Regions from separate parts of the Zea mays genome. Here region 1 is linked to region 2. The links are chromatin contacts, called in public Hi-C maps. All regions are on one chromosome and are shown on one strand. The core of a region is the stretch at or near the end of the contact, and the rest is flanking DNA. Distances in the headings are between cores, read along the strand shown.

The links. A called contact is a pair of places that touch in the nucleus more often than the background predicts.
Region 1: a Hi-C map of ear shows a contact between it and region 2, with 2.0 times the contacts expected there. The contact joins the enhancer-like site here to the promoter of LOC103650470 in region 2. A contact is called at or near these places in 3 of 25 Hi-C or Micro-C datasets (ear, leaf and tassel).

The regions. Positions count from the first base shown.
Region 1 is chr3:119,811,766-119,819,167 of Zm-B73-REFERENCE-NAM-5.0, reverse strand. No RefSeq gene overlaps it. Among protein-coding and RNA genes, the nearest start is that of LOC103650473, 43 kb to the right of the region's middle. Within about 2 kb of position 2,562, at least 13 of the 20 cell types and tissues checked have an H3K27ac peak or open chromatin away from gene starts, as enhancers often do. A contact at or near this core is called in ear and leaf, where this site is marked.
Region 2 is chr3:119,564,645-119,571,782 of Zm-B73-REFERENCE-NAM-5.0, reverse strand. It overlaps LOC103650470 (pyrophosphate-energized membrane proton pump 3), which reads left to right and starts at 2,987. Exons shown (of 15, transcript XM_008676058.2): 1 at 2,987-3,442; 2 at 4,217-4,520; 3 at 5,811-6,014. The coding sequence starts at 4,407. It overlaps LOC103652143 (bifunctional nuclease 2), which reads right to left and starts at 792. Exons shown (of 2, transcript XM_020550874.2): 1 at 417-792. The coding sequence starts at 708.

The sequences.
Region 1 (7,402 bases), core at 1,313-3,812, 250 kb before region 2:
GGGTTTAAGGTTATCTCCATGTGGGAACTTAAGGTTATCTTTTTATAGGCTATTTATTAGTATTGGTAACTTTTTTGTAATTTTCGGTCGATGCTACAATATTTTAAGGATTTAATTGTATTTTGATGATTTGCTATCACAAGAAATTAATAATACATGCATAGCCTCAAAAATCGTGAAATTTTATGGATGCACAACATATGTCCATATATAACCATAAAAATGTTTGGATTATAAGATCTATAAGATGTCCACGTTTCTTCCATTTCACTTTCACTTATTTGTATGAGTTACATGTGAAATCACTTTAAGTATCCAAGTTTCAACAATAATCAGTACTTTACTTTATCATTTTCATATGAGGACTTGAGTTATCTTCGTATAAAATGTTTATTAGTTTTTATAAATTATTTGCAATTTTTGAGTGAAACTAGAATAGTTTATGAATTTTAAATATTGTGGTGTTGGTTTTTACAATGTCCTTGTGATTAGTAACTTTGAACTGCATGATGCCGATTTTATTTGTTTCCTTTCTTACATTTGATCTATCATATACATGATTATGTAATGCTTAATTTATGTGTTTGTTGGATGGTTGAACAATTAATATCATTGGACAAATTACCCGACAATTATCCGGTGCCTACCTGAGTAGTATCCGTTATCCTTTTCATACCCGTCCGGATTATTACCCGATCCCGTCATGTATCCGTCCCGAATCTTAACTACCCGTATCCGGTCCCGTATCCGAGAGAAATATATTAGGGTACCTGTATCCGGCTGTATCCGTCCTATTTTCATCCCTAAATGTCCTTTAATTTAGCGGCTAAAATAAAATTGTTCACGTCGTCCTGTATGTAAGAGACTTCACGTATTTGTTTTGTGTACATCCATGACCTGTCGATTTATGGTCTTTCAAGAGAAAATGTATAATTATGTCAAGATATTGTCCATATATAGCTGGTGAAGGAATTGTGTGAGGCCTAGGCCTAGTCGCCTACCTAGACCTAGAGCTAAAAAAAGAAAAAAAAAACTCGTACAGTCATTTAAAAAGTTTGATATTGACAAGTAACTAGACAAAACTAACTATAGTTAATGTCAGCCAAGTTTAACATTGACAAAGTATACGGCGGCATCACCCATACACAGTCCCGCTCGGAGTCTCTCCATCATTGCTGTGCTGCCAACGCCTGATGCGCAATCACGACGGTGCTTAATTAGCGCACAGAGATATCAGCTCCTGGTTGGCAATTGGATATGTTCCCGACGATTATCCATCATAGTTTAAACTAATTACTTGTACTTAATTATCTTGCAAATCATCGCATCAGATAGATCTGCTTTGGACATATGCGTGCGTTCATTCTTCCTGTGTGTGTGTATTTTATAGTACTGAACAAGCTCTGGAACAGGCACAGCTCGTCAGCTAGCTAGCTGCTCTGCATGCTAACCAACATTCAACAACAACAACAAAAATATATAAGGAAATATATTAACATTTATGGTGCATAATTCATATCATTAGACAAACAGTTAAAATTATCTTTATAAAAAACTTATTTAAGGATATAAATATTGTTAATATTTTTAATGTAAATATAGTTGAAGTTAAGAAAATTTAACCAGCAGGCATCTTACATTGGTACCGATTTTAGGTCCGGAGACCAGACCTATTTTAGGACTGGGGTAGTAGTCGCTAGCAAACGTCATCGTCGTTGCCGTCACCATAACATCACCCATACAAGCAATGATTAAAAAGAAAGGAAATTCATCGACAGCCCTAGATGTAATCCAATGTCTCTCGTCCACGGCGATCTGTCAAGCGGGCCAGGACAAACTAACCCTGATATAGTCGCATCGGGCATTGGAAGTGGATACCATATTTATACGATCAAATAATGTACATATGGTGTTGTAGCATGTAGATGGATCGAATATTGTTGTCCGTGTTCGTTTTCATCCTCTTCAGCTCTAATTAACTGTTCTCGGAAGGGGCAGAATGTAGAATGCGATGTGCTGATGTCGATGTGTTAGCATATATGTTACAGTTTGACAATGTCACTCGTCAATGACGGATCAAGTAATAGATTCAAAGGAGGAGCGACTGTAAACCTAAATTTTTTAGCTTAAATAAATGATATAATCGATATTTAATATGATAAAGTAACAATACATAATTTAGATATTTTTAAAAAACATATATATATATATATATACCAAATAATTATGTATAAAATCTGTAAATTCAGTACTCAATACATACGGCTCGTGTTATTGCGGTTACGAGGAAAATTTATCTTTTGTGTTCTTATTTCTTAAAAAATCTTTTTGTCTACACTATCTGTAACTATATCCCGCTTAATAACATGATATTATTCATTCATTTGTCATCAACTTTGCTTCTTCTTTCGGTGTAAAATCTTGATGACCTTTATAGCAGAGAAAGCAAATAGCGGATGGCAGCGGTAGCCCATAGATAGCCAACTGGGGCGTGGTGGTCTGGAGATAGATGATTGATACTTTTCAGTGGGCAACCTAGCTGACTAGCTACGGTCGCTTGCTGGCCTGGAGCCTAGGCACACGGGCATGGGCACGGGCGCCTACTGTGGCCACAACATAGAGGAGATGGAGAGCAGTCGTTAGATAGACAACGACGACTAACGGGGAGCGCGAGTGCCAGCCATCAGACAACTAGTGTTATAACACAGATAGGGACGAAGTGGATGTCGTAGTAGGCGTGTGTCAGATACGGATGTGGCTCATACGCTGCTTCTATAATTTTTAGTCCATGCAAGAGCTGCAGCCCCCTTTACATAGTAGCTCGATAAACTACTTGGCGTGCTAGCATGCGTCATGTGTTGTCTTCCATTTCTATATATTAAACCCTAGCGCAAAGGTCATTCCTGGTTCAGCCACCCACGACAGTCACAAAAATGTCAGCCGTTAGATTTTTCTTCGATGGTGATCCGCACCTCTCAACCAGCGACTATCCTCGGTGTGAGTCTCTCCCGGTAGCTTCTAGATTCATCTCGAGTTCTCGACGAAACCCACTCCCCCGCCCTCAGGCACCTCGTTCCCCGCCACTGTGCCTCACTGGCCCCATTGCTTTGCTGTGATGCACACGGACCGACAAGAGCTTCCTCCTCGCCTCCCCGTTGCCGCCTCAAACGCTGCCTCGCTGGCCCGGGTGACGGTGCTTCCGCTACGATGCATGTCGGCCGACAGCTGCCACTCGAATGCGTGCGCCAGTGACACGAGGACCAGTGGCACCGCCTCCACCATGGGCACAGCCTATGGCCAGAGCCGAACGGGACGAACTCAGCTGCTTCCTGTGACACAACTGCTACACTACATGCCTAGCAGCATAGGAATGAGTACGTGATGTATAAGAAATACAGTCGAACCATGGAGGAGTAGAGTTGGCGCTTGCGGTTCAGAACCCGGTCGTCCATCTAGATATGACGCTTGAAGTCGACGCATGTTTTTTTCCAAAGAAAGGAGAACAAAAAAGGCAAGGAAGAAAGAATCCAAAGTCGTCAAAATTGCCACATGGTTAATTGACATGCCGCATATAACAAGGTTATGTAATGTTGCGGTTGCGGCTAATGACTTGGTCATGGCAAAAAATTAGTGGGGTCCTTTCTTCCGTCTTCGGCAGCCCCTATCATATTCTCTGGACCTCTATTTTATATTTCTCCTATACACATTTTAAAAAAAATCTCTCCTCTATATATTATTTCTCTCCAACAGCATATTCTAAAAGTGCTCATATTAAATATATTTTATCTCTAACTTTTTTTACATATATATATTTATCATACAATTAAATATCTTATATATAATAGCTTTCCTTAATCTATTAATTAAAATATAATATAAAAAGATAGAGGAGAAAATGGAGTCATTACAAATTTCTTATAATAAAGCTAGGAGCAAAATTGAGCCTGTAACACGTCCAAGTCGTTTTTATCATCAGCCATTGGCCACCAAGCGCCACAAGGCCACCACCTCTTGCTCAGTGCGTCGTAAGCCTCAGCCGATTAAAACCCGTTCGACGGCTGAGACACGCGCAACGCGCGCCGCAGCTACTAGTACAGATTGCATTTCCATGGTCACTATATATATAGACCATGGAGTTGATCAGTAATGTATGTCAGTATATATAGACCATGAATTGTTAACCACGAGCACTTTAGGTTATTAATTGCGATTCATTAATGTTTTCTCAGTAGTCCATTTTCTAAAGAATGCAATTCTCGTTTTTAAAAAAAATCAAAGCCTAAACTTTGACTAAATTTATATAAAAAGTATAACATTCATAATATAATATTAGTACTATTAGATCAGTTATAGAATATATTTTTATAATACAAATTTATTTGGAGACATAAATACTAATACTCTCTTCGTTCTAATTTATAATTTGTTTGACTTTTTATCTTGCTCACTAATCTTATTGAAAAATCATAGTTATTATTAATTTTTATTGTGATATCATTTAGCATATATATAATATACTTTAAGTATGTCTTCAATTTTTTTATTTTTTTGCAAAACATTTGAATAAAACGAGCTGATCAAACTTACCAAAAAAGTCAAACGATTTATAAATTGGGACAGAGGAGTACTATTTACTATATCAAAGACCTTGAGTGTTTTTCGAATTTTGGACGAAGGATGTGTACACCATTTCACCATTTGTTCTAAAAAAATTCATTCCCCGGACAGAATTTCTTTTCGGTAGCATCCCCGTTCTTCTGGCTCCTGCACGATGCCTCCACCAAGCTGGCCATATGAGGTCATTCCAATGGAGGGCCGTATTTTCAAATTATAAACCTTCAAGCGACCTAAACTTATGCCAAACTAACATGTCGCCAAACTGATGATGACACTAGTACACAGAAGCTCTATAGTGGCGGTTCTAAACATATTTACACTGTCGTTTTTCAGTACCGCCAGTGCTAGGGGTCAGTGGAAATCAGCATTTCCACTGGCGGTTATTTTGGAACCGCCAGTGAAAAGTGCATTTTCACTGGCGGTTTTCTTAAGGAACCGCCAGTGAAAAGTTCATTTCCACTGGCGGCTGAATAAAGAAAACCGCCAGTGAAAATGCATTTCCACTGGCGGTTTTATAAAGCAAACCGCCAGTGGAAATGCACTTTTCACTGGCGGTTTTCTTTATTCAGCCGCCAGTGGAACTTTCCCGCCTTTTTTCAAAATTTCAAACAATACTGAATTATATATATATATATTTATTTACACACACACAAACATATATATATATATAGATCTATATTGATATTGAAAGCAACATGAAATTAAATTCTATACATCATAAGTTTTCATGCATTCTACGAAATGAAAGTATTCTGTTTACAACCATATATCCTTCATGCATTCTATACATCATAAGTTTTCACCTAAGCTCTAATAACTATCTCGGCTAAGAGATAATCTACTAATTTCTGTTAGTATTCTAAACTCTGGCAAAGCTAATGTTCCGGAAGCATCGTGATATTTTCCTTCTGCGGGAATGACCTCTTTCAATATGAATGTGCAGAGGTCCTCGACTATGCCATACAATGCAGCTTCGGTCAAGTTCTCCGGGTTTCCTCGTTGAAATTGCTGTAAAGGAATTTTATAAACATCATCTATTTATACTCAATAATAACACATTTGCATCTTTAATGACATAAATACATACTTAACTATTACTAATAATACCTTGTCAGGGTTCGTGATGTATCGTCCGTTCACTCTCATGAACTCGCACGCATAGAATCCACATAGGACCGATCCTTGTGGTTGCTTGTGGCACTACATAACGGGAGATTGGTTATTTAGTTGCAACATTGTGTATGATATGTATTCATAAAATCACATACTTACCGGCCAGTGATGATGGATGTCTAGTGGCACTTGTTTTTTCGACAGGTCGTACTTTCCACCTCTCATCTTATAGAATCTATAAGCATTGTGATCTCAAATAGAATCACCATGTTATTCTCAAATTTTAATCGATAAAAGTATGCATGCATAGAAAAGGCTTACAGCTCTAAGATGCTGAGGAATGTTGCATATGTCGAAGGGTCGAAGTTCAAGGAGTCGAGCACCAGCACCTTTCCAACCTTAGGATAAATGAGGAAGCATATCCAGTGGTCCCTGTACGAATCAAATTTGTGATGCATGTGTATTGAAATTATTAATTTTATTTATGCAAAATCACACTTACTTAAAGTTGTACGGGGCCATTATGGCTTCCCTGTCTTGAAATTGAAGCATTGCATGTCCTATGTATGTGGCGTATCGAGCTTCAAAATCCTTCTTCATTTCCTTTATACGCTTCTCAACTTCTTCGTCCGTCTTTCCCCTTATTTCATCGTTGTCTTTCCCGATTCTAAAAGTGTGGCTTTCCTCGGATATAAGTATTGGGTTGAGATACCCAACCCTTTTACTGGCACTAGCATTGGGCTTGGTACCGTAAAGAATCTCCTGCTGATCATGTTGCATTCTGCAAGTCACACGTGCATGTCAGATATTGAAATTTTATACAGCTCACTAATAATAACACACATATGTGGAAGTATGAGCGACACTTACAATGCAAACATCGTTACAAGTTGCACGTCGAGTCTCTGAAGGTTCATCATTAACCACATGTCCTCGAATGTAACAACGGCCTTTTGGTTCGAACCAATAAAAGCATGGTCTGGTATATGCACACTGATGGTGTCGATGCCAACCGATGATGCCCGCATGTACCAGTCATGCAACCTTTTAACACCAGCCGGGACCTTTCTTAGTTTGTCAAGAGGTAGCAGAGGTCTGCCCGGCACATATTTTTTAGGCACGTTTTTGTAATCTGCCTTAGTTGGCTTCTTTATCTTTGCGGCCGTTGCCTCAGCCTTTTTTGCAGACTCCTCGTGCTCGGCCAAATCAACAGTTTGTGACGTGAGGCTCCGTCCAATCCCTTTCAAAAACCTAACTGTGCCAGCAGTAGTAGCTTTACTCTTCTTTTTCTGATACGGGGACACCAATTTTGGTATAGGAAGTTTAGATTTCTTTGATGGCCGTGGATCGTTTGATGGCTGTGGAGAAGGTGGATCCCTTGATGGTGGCGTAGACAGTGGGTCACCAAGAGGATGGGGAGGAGAAGGTGGTGGAGCCCTGAATGGTGATGCTTGTGGCGGAGACGGTGGGTCAGAAAAAGGATGAGGAGCAGCATGTGAAGTTTGAGGAGGTGAGGATGGATGTACAATAGGAACAGCAATTTGAGAAGGCGGAGACGGTTGGGCCTGCGACGCCTGCGACAAATTCGACAAATCAAGCAATTCGACATCCCTTCGAGGCCAAAGGATAAAATTCTTAATAGCTTGTCCAAGTTTCTCGATATCTTCGGGCC
Region 2 (7,138 bases), core at 1,738-4,237:
AGTACTACCAGTAGCTATTTTGTAAATTGACTATTCAATATTCAAATTGCTTTCCATTCCATCAACATAATTTAATTTGTGTCGAGTTCAAACATGACTTCGATTCAAATTGTCAACTTGCAACTTGCATATAGTAATGTATGGTACCAATGATGATATAATATGCACAATAGTTTGCAACAGAGGCACAATATCAGTACAATTACAAGATAAATTACAAGTTGCAATGGAATGCATTCAAATTTTTCATTCACACAGTAAGATGCTTGAGACAAATGAGTGGAACATGGAATGTCAAGCAACTAATCACATAGGAAAATTAAGTCTAGAGTAGCAAATAAATAAAGCCTAAGTAAAACTTGAATGTTGTGTGGCATTCTCCATATAAAAGCAGACCATCTTGTGTGAAGAATTACCTGCTTCTAGCACAGTAGAATTAACATAGTCTTCATCACTCTCGCTAGAGTTTCCAGCCATGTATCCATTACCATCAGAAGACGAGCTGAAGCTACAACATGGACCTATGTTCTTCGTAGATGTTTGAGAGATGAGAGAAATGAATCTTGAAATGTTTCTGTATTTTGAAATGGCACCAAACAATGCAGTCCCAAGCTGCCCAGATTTGGTCAGGGAGTTGTTGATCAGCGCAGCAGCAGGCAGTTTCACTTGCATTGCAGGACGGCAGAAAACAGGTACCTCCATCGCCATCAATCTGCCTCCATGAAAAAATGGAACAAATAAATAAATATCCGTGTCCAGATAATGTTGTGCAGGAATAACCAAGTGACCTCAAGAAGCAGAAAAGTCAGAAAATGATTCTTGGCCTGCGCCTATGCTACAACAGATACCGGGGGCGACGGATCTGGGCTTGGCGGAGGCGACGGCGCCAACGGCGTGTAGAGCGGAGGACGCAACAGCCGCCATTGGTCTTGTCGAGGAGCGGAGATGGGCTGGGCAGCACACAACCGCGGGGGGAGGTGGGATGGACATAAGTGACGGCGAGGTGTGTGCAGCACACAACCGCAGGGGGAGGTGGGATGGACAGAAGTGATGGCGAGGTGTGTGCAGCACGGGTGGGAGGCGAAATCGCTGGAGGGGAAGGGACAGGAGAGCAGATGCGGGGTGTGTGCGACGCGGGGGGTGGCGGGATGACCGGAGGGGATGGGTGAGGGAGGGGCGGGAATGATGCGGCGCCCGTGGCGGCGGACGAGAGCGGGGGCAGAGGCACCGCGAGCGAAGGTGTGGTTCGGCGGCGGCACAGTGAAGGCTGTGGATCCCCCTGGCCGCGGGCAACGCAGGGATGGGGACGGGGCAGACATCGACGCATGGGGTGGTTGCGCGGGCCGATGATTGCGGGCAGTGATGGATAGTGTGATGATGGTGGGGCGATGATGGAGGGTTCTTGGAATTGCGCGGCCGAGAGCGGGGCAAGGGGAGAATGTCGGAGGCAGGGGCAGGCAGAACCGTGCGCCAGACAATGTGGACGCCTACGGTATCTTCTTAAGAGTAGTAGAGATATGGCCTTTCCGTACCGGCCATTTCGTGCCTGCCTTAAATAAGTCGTAAGTCGTGCCCGCCCATAGCCCGTGATATCGGCCCACTTACAGTTTGATGCATCGAGCCGGTCTAACCGATCTAAAATATTTCAGATCGTGCCATGTCTGAGCTATGTTTTTTTGCGTTTTGAATCAACTCATCAGACTCGGTCTAAATGTATACCTATAGAATGGAGCCATTTCCCTTTTTCATGTTTTTGGTTGAAAGGATAAGAACAAGATCCATCCTCTTTAAGGAATATCCACGAAATACTCGTAAATACTCGTAAGAATGGAGTTTTCCTCCACAAGAAAAAGACATATATTAGAATTTAGAAGATGTTTAGTTTTTATGTAATAATTTATAGTTCCTATATTTTATTTTATTTTATTTTAATTCGTAATGTGGGTCGGAGAGACTCCACACTATAGTCCACCTCTTTTCCATCTTCATCGTGGTCATCCTCCCATTAATATCTCCAACAAACTTATCTCACTCTCTCCCACTTTCTACTTCAAACTAGTGGTGGATTCAGACCCGGGGCTGCCCGGGCTGCAGCCCATGTCACGACCCCATCTCTGCACTACGTTAGAATGCAGCAACATCGTGCGCTAGCCCTGTCCGTGCTGCAAGAGCAGCTCATGCCATCAACCTAGCATGCAGTAGCTAGCAGCCTAAAAGCAGTGCACTAGCAACTAGCAAGCTAGAACCATTGTTCAGCATCCAGCCTGTACAGCGCACTACCTACCAGGCGCAGACAAGAACTATTGGACAGTGAACCACCAGGCACAAGAGTAGCACCAGCATATTTGCATGCCTGCAACAGCCTAGAACTCTAGGTTAGTTGTTTATCGTAATTTTAATTAATTTTGTTTCATCAATTATTTACTAGGTTAGTTAATAAAATTAATGTTTATGTTTATAGAGATAGGATGGATAAGTTTTTCATAAAAAAGATGGTTTAACATAATACTTAGAATAAAAATTTTAAACTTGTCTTAGTAGTCCCTCCTTTAGGCTTTCTGGATCCGCCACTGCTTCAAACTCCACTCTTTAAAAAATGTAATCTATAGCAACAACTAATATGCAATCAGACCTTATATGCAAGTGCAAACGAGCCTTTTAGTCCGTTAGATCATGATCTAACTGTAGACATGATCGTGGTTTGTTAGGGGTTTTTTATAAATCTATACGAGCTGACGGTGGAATGATTTAATTGTTAAATATGATATATTGTTGCATAATCTAATGAACCAGGAACCTCGCTTGCACGCTTGCACATAAAACCTGATTGTATATTAGTTGTTGCCGTAATCTATGGTATATAAAACGAAATAATTGAAATTCTATCACTTGAAACGTTGTCTGCTTGTTAATATTACTCTTGTGTCTATGAATTGTGGGGCCATCCGTGTCTATAAAATGTCGAACTGATGACAATTTTATGAATATGTTTTGTGGTGACGGCAAATACCAAATTCTCTCAAAACAAAATATTTGGAATACGATCGTCGGTCCGCTGGAGATGCCTGCTGCCTCCGTTTCTGTTTGTGTGCGTGTCTCGGAGAAGCTCTCCCTCGCCTCGCAGATCCGCGGCCTGCTTTGTTGCTGCTTTGCCAGCAAGCTGCCGCGCTCATCCTCGCGCGACGCCAGCGGCGGGGTGGCCCCTCTCCAGTGACCCGGCGACTGCTCCCGTCGGTGCCGCCGCCGCCTCCTCCTCCGAGATCCATTCCCGTGCCCGCGGCAAGGACCAGATCCATCACCGCGCCACGAGCTACAGCAGGCGACATCCGCCCCGGGGTCGCACGCCGCCTGCTAGCCGCGGACGTCCCGGGAGCCCCGTTCGCAGACGCCTGCACGCGCGCGGCGCGCAACGAGCTCCGCCACCTGCCGTCGTGAAGCAGCGGTGAGAACCCACCCTGCTCCCTCTCCCGTAGCCATGTCAGGCATGTCCCGCTCTACAGTCTAGACATTGAACTACTGTCAGTTTTGCTCGGTCTGCTGTTGTTTCTATATCCATGTGGTTACGAACACAGGATGTTTTACCCCTTTATTTACTGGTTCTGAACTTAGAATTACTACGTGCCCGATAACTATTCCTCACCCGACACTAGTCCTAGTCCTGATCGCAGAAGTGAGCAGACAATATTTCTGCTAGATGTTTAACTTACTTGGTTCGCTCTGAACTTAGAACTGCTACCTGCCTGAAAATTATTCATCACCTGACACTAATCCTGATTGCAGAAATGAAGTTTGAACAATATTTTCTGCTAGATGTTTAACTGTGCAAACTTTCAGAGAAGAGATCTGTTATTTGTTAGATCTCGCCCAACTAAAGCCTTCCAGCTATAGGCTGCTGCTGCCACTATTACAATTACGTGCCTTATTGTTTAACATTTAACAAATACTGAAACATATCTCTGTATTGTCTATTTTTGCTAAATGCCACGTTCATGTATGAGTGTATCCATATCTGTGCTACATAGATTTCAGGTGTGTCCAATGAAGACTATACTTTTCAGTTGTCTTTATTATAGAAGGTGTCTTGGTACTCTGTTGCTGTACTTTATTTTATTTAACCGGAGTTTATGTTTTAGGCAACAATTGTACTTTGTGTTTGATTATTGTGATTCTATAGAAGATTCACTATACCTAGCTTCGTGCTAATATCATCTTGTAGACTTGACGGCAAAAGGACCCTTTGAATCAAAGAGAAGTTCGTCACTGAGGCTGAAGAAAATCTGGATGTGTTTACCTTTCAGGGCTTACTAATTTTGAGAGGTGTCTGACATAGACTAAAAAAAAATCAGCGCCAGGGCTCAGGGAGCGACCTACCCCAAGGTGGGGAGTTGGTTCCTTTTCCAGTAATAATGAGGGCAAATTCATATCCCATCATGATGGAAGAGGACATGGAAAATGGAAGGTCGTATCAAGAAAGACCAAGGGCTTTTTCAACAGTACGAAGCAAATCATCTGTACCGCTGGTATGGACTATTGCTAAGCTTTCTCCACCTTTAAAAATACATAACTGACTTTTGTGGCTACATTGAAAAGGACAAACTTAGCATCCATTCATATGTCATGTGCTCACTTTGTGTGTGTATTTCGTTCTCGTTAGCTTGGGATTAAAAGGCTATGTTGATGTTGATGCTAGTAAATGCAAGTACATGGTATTTGTCCTGAAACAAAGCATTGTGGAATGTCCCTGTTTTTGTTGCTATATTCACACTATTTTATTTTGGATGGGAAAGAAATATTCACACTGTTTATTTATTTATTTATTTATTTATTTATTTTTCTTTCATTAGTTTTAATGTATATGGCTATTGACAATTATCGTGAAAGGACCTCTAGCTGAGTTGGTTAGGTGGTCTGAGTAGCACTTATAAGTCCTAGGTTCGACTCCTCGTGGGAGCGAATTTCAGGCTATGGAGTAGCACTTATTAGGTCCTGGGTTCGAGTCCTCGTGGTAGCGAATTTCAGGCTGTGGTTATGAAAATCCCTTCGTCTATTCTACTCCAAAGCACAGGTCTAAGGCCCGGTCTAGGTCGTTTCACATGGGCTACGGTGCCGCCGTGTATGGGTGGGGCAGGGATTCGGGGGGTTTCTCGACCTACGTGAGAAGGTCTTCTTATTTTAATGCTCGGGGACTGTCTTACCCTTGCATGTCGAGTTTTTTTTATTGACAGTTATCAAAGTGTACACCAAAGAACAATTTAGCACACTATGGACACTACATCATTTCTTTCCATCTTTCTTTGTTTTAACTATATATTTATACTTTGAAATTTATACATAAAGTAGCCAAATAAAATATATCCCTTTTTTCTCATCAATAATGACAACAAAGCCTTTCTGACTTTGGTCCTATCTATTAAAGAAATCCTGTTAGTCGCAAGTCAGGGTAGGTTAAAAGATATCCTCTTTTTCTCATATTCCAAAAATGGTCATTCAGGTAAAAGAGCTGGCCACTGTAACACTCTTATATTCTTTATAATGGGATTTCAAATGAGTTGAATTGAAGTACTTTAGGCAACACTGGTTGACAGCCGCTTTTTTTTTCCTATCGAAATATGCACTGATTCATTATATTATGTTTCAAACTTGTATGATTTATGGATATTTCATGTCATAAATTTTGATAAATAAAAAAAATCTTGAAGTGTGCATTTCTGCTGATTGATCATCTCGACACACTGTTTTTAACATGTCACGAGCAACTGTCAAATATTTTACGTTTGTCTCTTATTTTGTCTATTTTGGTTGCTATACAGGCCTTCCGTTTGTTGATGAGGGTAAATCCCCGTGCCGTGATTATTCTTTCTCTTTTGGTCTTCAGTGGTGTTTTGTATGTGGGAGCTAGTACATCACCAATTCTGGTCTTTGTGTTCTGTATATGTACTCTCAGTCTATTCTTCTCTGTCTACCTTACAAAGTGGGTTCTTGCTAAGGACGAAGGACCTCCAGAAATGTCCGAGGTATAAAAACTGCCTCAATTCAGCTCACTGATAATATGTATGCCTTCATTTTCTGCATCTTCAATGCTCTGCTTCTTGTCACATGCTGTTTCTGTGTTTAGAAAGTGCTGTATGCTAATGTTACTCTCTTGCTTTGCATATTCTGCTTCATGCAATTAATCAGTCTAACCTGGAGCTTCAGACTTGTGCTCGCTTATCCTGCATATTTGAGATTCAGTTGTTACGACTCCTATTATTATGTTGATTATCTATAATAGATCATAGATAAAACTTTCAATTTGTTTGGCTGCCCGCTCCTATATCCCTCTCACACCAAGAGAGATATTTTGGGGCTGTGGATGCTGAGATGCATCCACACAACTGGAAGCATCCAAATTTGGCACATTAGATCTACTAGTGCGAGATCATTCATTATTTGTAGGAGGTTACTATGGAGTAGTTCATGCAGTAATCTATCCATGAGAATTTAGAGTAGCTCATGCAGTAATCTAATCATGAGTATATAGAGTAGCTCATGCAGTAATCTATTTTTGATAATATCATATCGCACAATGATTGAGCCTTCCAAAGGCCGTATTCGAGAAAAAAGGCCTTTCTGTTAGGTTTAGTCCCACGTCGGTAATTGTGCTGGGGTAGCACAACATATATTGCGTGGACAAACTTCACCTATCAGACTAGTCTTTTGGGTTGAATTCGGCTTGTGGCCTTAGGGGCGTTCGGTAGAGCTCTCACAGTTCTTCTCCCAGCGCGAATCACTCCCATAGCCAAACGGCAAAAAACTGACCTGCTCATGGTGGAAGTGAAGTGAATCTAGTCTCCGTTTTGTACTAGAAAGTGGGAGCCAAAAAACTTGCTGCCTGTTGCTCCCAACCTGCTCCCCAGTCCCCACTCTCCAACTCAGGAATCACTTCACAGACTGTTTGCCAAACGTATTTTGCCAGATAGATTCACTCCTGCTAGAGAATCACTCGGAATCACTTTACTGGAGAATCAACTCTTGGAGCTAGAGAATCATGGAGCAGAGCTTTGCCAAACAGTTATATTGTGGGCTCCGATGGACCTAGGCCTGGGGCGTCGGCTCATGGGTATAGCGAGCTGGGCTGTTATCCACTGCACACTCTAAC